2 separate regions of the Sus scrofa genome follow, and region 1 is linked to region 2. The links are chromatin contacts, called in public targeted proximity ligation maps. All regions are on one chromosome and are shown on one strand. The core of a region is the stretch at or near the end of the contact, and the rest is flanking DNA. Distances in the headings are between cores, read along the strand shown.

Region 1 (2,700 bases), core at 50-2,549, 110 kb after region 2:
CTCATGAGCCCCCCCCCACAGCGATGTCTCTGCTCACTCCTGCTCCAGGACCTGCGTGTTTGCAAATTTTTCTGCTGAGACACAAACACAGGTGCTCATCCGTGGATATCTGTATCAGTTCCAGCCTATGGAGAACACGTCACACACACACACACACACACACACACACACACACACACACCGGTTCTATTTATAGCTCCCACCCTAGCTCAGGAACCCTGGTGTCCAGGCTCAGAGTTTTCCCAGCTGCTAAACTCAGTGCGACACCATGTCCTTGCATGACCCCCTCCTGGGCCCAGAAACTCCGCCACAGCTCCCCACGGGCACCCTCTTTCCTCAGCACCCTCCCGGGGCTCCCTTCTGCCAGCATTCCACAAAAGGAAAGCCACCAGGCTTGGGATGTAAAGAGATTGGGTCCCTTTTCTCCATATGGAAATTTCATTTCCAAGAATTCCAAGCCTCAGCCCTGGCCACCCCCACCCTCTCCATCCCCGGTGGCTGTTAATCTTCCCCTTGGCATATCCCGAGCTGCAGAATGCCACAGGCTGGGGTGGACCGAGGGGGGTGCCTGCAGCTCTCACCAGCCTCTGGGAAAGTCCTCAAAGCGCATGGCCTGAAGCCCGAGCACAATGCTGCCGGGGACAGCGCCGGGTGGGTGGGTGGGGGTGTTGGACCAGGGGCTGGGGGCACATCGCTCTCTGCCTTTGCTCACTGCTCCCAGCTGTCCCTGGAACCCAGGGTCCCCCCTCTCTCCCAGAGCTGGTGTTTGGAAATGCTTGGTGACTCAGAAGCAGATGCCCCTTGGCCCTCTCTGCAACCACAAATTGGACCCCCATCCTCTCAGGCTGGGACTCCTGGAGGAATGGATACTTTCAGAGGGTGGCGAAGGCAGGGGGCATTCTCAGTACCAAATAACCTTCCGCTGGGAGGCCAGGAGATACGGTGAGAGAGGAGGGACCATGGGGGTTTGGTGGGGAGGAGATGAGGCAGGGGTGGAGGGAGGGCTGGAGGGGATGCTGGTGGGGGGTGGTGAGCTTCGGAGCTGGTCCTGGGGTCGGTGGTAAAGAACTCAGCACTCAGGGAGCGAGCAAGCAAGTGCCACTGTCCGTCTGTGCACATAGTCCTGGCTGGGAGACTCAATACTTCCAAGTTCAAAGCAGCCCACCGCTCCTCCCTCTGGGTCCCATCCCCACTTTGTCCTTCCTTCCAGCCTCCCTCATCATCCAGAGAGCCGCACAGCTCCCTCCAGAGCCAGCCCTGCTCTTTAGGGATACTCACCCCACGGCCCATCTTGGGGCAGAGTGGCTGCGGGACCTTGACTGGAGAGGTCACCAGGAGGATCCCGAGCTCACACCACCGGTCTGGGGCGCCAGAGACCCCGGCAGACAGACAGAGACAGTGAGCAACAGGGTAGCTTTAAATAGGTCCCTCTCCCCCTCTCCCCCGCCTTCCCTCCTCGGGAAAGAAACGTTTGTTGAAACAGGATCTCTGAGGACTCCTCCCCTCCCGCCCCTTAAGCAACTGGCCTGAGGAAGGTCCGTTTGTCCCACCGAGTGCTCCCCCTCCGCTCCCCTCACCCTCCAAGTCCTGGCCCATGGCAGCCACTACTGAGAGAGGGGAGATACGGTATGGGGTGGGGGATATGCCCCTTAGGGAGGGCAGAGGGGGAGCCCTGGGCAACAGCATCAGCATCCCAGAGAACAGAGGCCATGTGATCTGACCCTGCCTCTTGCTTTCCCGATGGGGAAGCTGAGGCCCGGAGAGACTGCACATGAACAAGATTTGAGCTGATAAAACAGAACTAGAACCTGGTCTCCTGCATCTACATCTAACTTCCCGGAGAAAGAAGCAAGAGACCGTTCTCTCCACTGTAAAGACTGTGGGAACCCTGAAGCCAGGAAGAGGTGGTGCTAGAACCCAGGGCGGCCCTTGTGTATGAGGCTTCTCGAGGTTGGCAGCCTGATGAGAGCCAAAGGCAGCTCCAGAAGCAGCATGGGAGTTCCCGTTGTGGCTCAGTGGATTAAGGACCCAACATGGTCTCTGTGAGGATGCGGGTTGGATCCCTGGCCTCACTCAGTGGGTTAAGGATCCGGCATTGCTGTGAATTGTGGTGTAGGTCACAGATGCCGCTCAGATCCGTGTTGCTGTGGCTGTGGTGTAGACCAGCAGCTGCAGCTCTGATTCAACTCCTGGCCTGGGAACTTCCATATGTTGTGGGTGTGGTCCTAAAAAGAAAAAAAAAAAAAAGAAGCAGCATGAAGTCTGCTAGATGGAGGGGAGAGAGTCTTCCCAAGCCCTCCAGATGTAGCCTTTGCAAAGTTTCAGAGTCAAGGCTCCCAAGACCTGGGAGATGGCTGGCAGAAGGGCAGGTGGGGCACAGAAGGGACTGCCCAAGTTTACCCTTGTAATTGGGGCGGGGGGAACACACACATTACCCTCTTAGACACTGTTGAGGAACTCTAGGCTGTCGATGGGTCGGTGGGGGAGAAGCCCAAAGACTGGCACTTACGGAGCTTCTAAGAGGCATATAGAGGTCAGTATCCTAACATGTACCAGAGCCAAGAACAACAAGAAGGGCAACTGCTTCCTTCAGGCAGGATGAAGGGTAGACAGACAAGAGCCCTCTCTGCACTGAAACATGGGAGTGGCATTCCCGTCGTGGCTCAGTGGTTAATAAATCCAACTAGGAACCATGAGGTT
Region 2 (2,700 bases), core at 100-2,599:
GGCTTGGAGAATTGGAGCTGTAGCTACTGGCCTACGCCACAGCCACAGCAATGCCAGATCCAAGCCATGTCTGTGACCAACACCGTAGCTCCCATGGCAAGGCCAGATCTTTAACCTACTGAGCAAGGCCAGGGATGGAACCAGTGTCCTCATGAATACTCTATTTTACTGACATGTCAAGCACAGCTGGGTCAGAGTAGAAGGGTAGCAAGGGCTTATCTGAAGATGGAGGAATGAATTCAGGTTTGTACGTGTAAGTTGTCACATATCTTTTCGTAGTATTTCCTGGCAGTGGAGTTTTTCTGTCTAGTGCCTCCTCATGCTCCAGATGCTGGAACCTCTTCCACCTCTTTGCCTAAAAGAGCCCAAATGTAGACTTTGCAGTGAGCTGATATGTGTAATGAAAGAAGAACAAGGGAAAATGTGGTTTCTACTTTACTCAGACTTAGCTTTGGTGTTTTTTGAGAATTTGCTTATTTGTAAAATGGAAGACGAAGATCAGAAGACTGTAGGTCAGTTGTATTTTCCATGTCGACCTTGGCTTCCTATCAGCTGCTCTCTGCATGTGTGGGCAAGGCAGAGAAGGTTGGTCCAGAGAGAGCTAAAAGAGGCCGTTTGCCAAGGGTTGTTTTGTCCGACTGTAGGGCAGCTGCAAGATGGGACAGGGTGAGGTGAAGAATGGCTAAGACCACACCTTCTTCCTTCTGGGTGCTTTTCCTATCTATTCTTCATCTGACTAAAAGCCCCCAAATGCTTTAGCAGCTACATCTGGGACCAGCTCTTCCTGTGGGGATGAGAGCGGCCCTGCCCCGTCCTGCCCTGCCAGGAAGGCTGATGTTTCCAAGTCAGACAGTAGGGGGCATAGGTGCCTTTGGATAGAAGGAAGTTGCCCAAGCCAGAAAGCCTTCCACTCGGCTGCTGAAGTTCATTCCTCCTGCTTGGAGGGTGGCTTAGCTTGAAGTGATGGGTGCCCTAGGAAGCCGCCCTGCTGTACTGTGCTGTCCTATGGTCGAGGCTGTTGTGCTTTCATGGCAGAGAGCAGGGTGCTGGCCCCTGGGAGGTGCAGGGTTCTCAAGCAGATGTGTCTCCACTATCCCACCACTCCCCAGGATCAGCCTCTTCCCAGTCTGCGCCTCTTTCCAGTTCTAGTAAACAGTGCCAAGTGAATGTAATTGTTCTCTGAGTCTTCTCTAGGGGCTCAGCAGCAGCTGCTGCTTTTTTCATTTTTAAAAATTTATTTGCCACTTGGTGAAAGCCACTGAGGTGTTTTTTCCAGCCTTGGGCAAGTTGGAACTGTGGAATCTGGAGAGAATGAGGTCATACGGACCTCATTGGCCTTCTTCTGAAGCCAGCAGTATGCTTGGCCAGTCACCCGCCCACCCCTAGGGCTGGGTCTGGGGATGAGACTGCCCTACCTAAATGTAGGAAATGAGAGATAGGCCTGCTCTTATACTCCGTCTGTGCCCATTGTTTCTCTACCCTGAGGGCCCTTTGCCCTCGGGTCATGATGAATGGGCCTGCTTTCCCTGCACCTGATTTCATCAGGGTTTGTTGTTTGGTTCGAGGTGAGTAGTGTTTATTAAACGCTATTCCACATACTCCTGAGCCTGTGTTTTCCTTTCCTCCTGACCAGGTAAATTGTCTTGAGCCCCATCCTCACCTGCCTGTGCTGGCAACCAGTGGCCTAGACCATGATGTCAAGATCTGGGCACCCACAGCCGAAACTTCCACTGAGCTTACAGGGTTAAAGGATGTAAGTGGCTGGCTATATAGATTTCTTCTTTCTGCTTATTTGTACAGTTAGGAATTTTCATTGTCAGAGGAAGGAATAACCTGCTGTACAGTCCTTCAAAGGCACTTCTCTAACCCCTCCCCTTCCCCCACGTTCCTGTCATTGCCTCTCTAGGAACAGCCCCAGTGCTTCTAGATGATGGTAGGATGGGGACAGGAGACATTTTTTCCATGGATGAAAGTGGGGCATCCTTTTCTAATATGATCTAGTTATGCTACACTCTGTTAATAGTTCCTAAGGGAAGATTTTTTTTTTTTTTTGGTCTTTTTTTTTTAAGGCCACACCCCTGGCATATGGACCCAGGCTAGGGGTCTAATCAGAGCTACATTGACCGGCCTAGGCCACAGCCACAGCAACACCAGATCTGAGCCATGTCTGCGACCTACACCACAGCTCACGGCAACACCAGATCCGTAACCCACTGAGCGAAGCCAAGAATCAAACCCTCAACCTCATGGTTCCTAGTCGGATTCGTTTCTGCTGTGCTACAGTGGGAACTCCCTAAGGGAAGATTTTATTGGGCTAGAACACCAGCCTTTTCTGATCAGGTCCAGTGTTCCTATTCATTATCCACTCTCCCCCTTTCGATTTCAGGTGATTAAGAAGAACAAGCGGGAACGGGATGAAGATAGCTTACACCACACTGACTTATTTGATAGCCACATGCTCTGGTTCCTCATGCATCACCTGAGACAGAGACGCCATCACCGGGTAAGCTGAAGTGGGAAGTGAGCTCCCAAAGGCAGTTGACCCTCTCAAGAGGGTAATGTTCCACAGTGCACACTTCCTCACTGCTCTAGACGAAATCAGGTGAAATTGGTTGGATTTCCTATCCATTATCCCCCATCCCCATCAAAGCCTTGATGTAGTCTTAGAAGAGCCACTAGCAGAAATTGGTGTTGTCTTCT

What was found.
Region 1: a targeted proximity ligation map of skeletal muscle shows a contact between it and region 2. A contact is called at or near these places in 1 of 5 promoter capture datasets (fetal skeletal muscle), 16 of 47 Hi-C or Micro-C datasets (alveolar macrophages, brain, embryonic fibroblasts and 10 more) and 1 of 2 datasets of targeted methods (skeletal muscle).

What each region holds. Positions count from the first base shown.
Region 1 is chr4:90,369,606-90,372,305 of Sscrofa11.1, forward strand. ATP1A2 (ATPase Na+/K+ transporting subunit alpha 2) reads right to left here and starts at 1,300. Exons shown (of 23, transcript NM_001171541.1): 1 at 1,279-1,300. The coding sequence starts at 1,290.
Region 2 is chr4:90,257,957-90,260,656 of Sscrofa11.1, forward strand. It overlaps DCAF8 (DDB1 and CUL4 associated factor 8), which reads left to right. Exons shown (of 13, transcript NM_001244434.1): 11 at 1,634-1,753; 12 at 2,387-2,503. Among named protein-coding and RNA genes, the nearest start is that of PEA15, 17 kb to the right of the region's middle.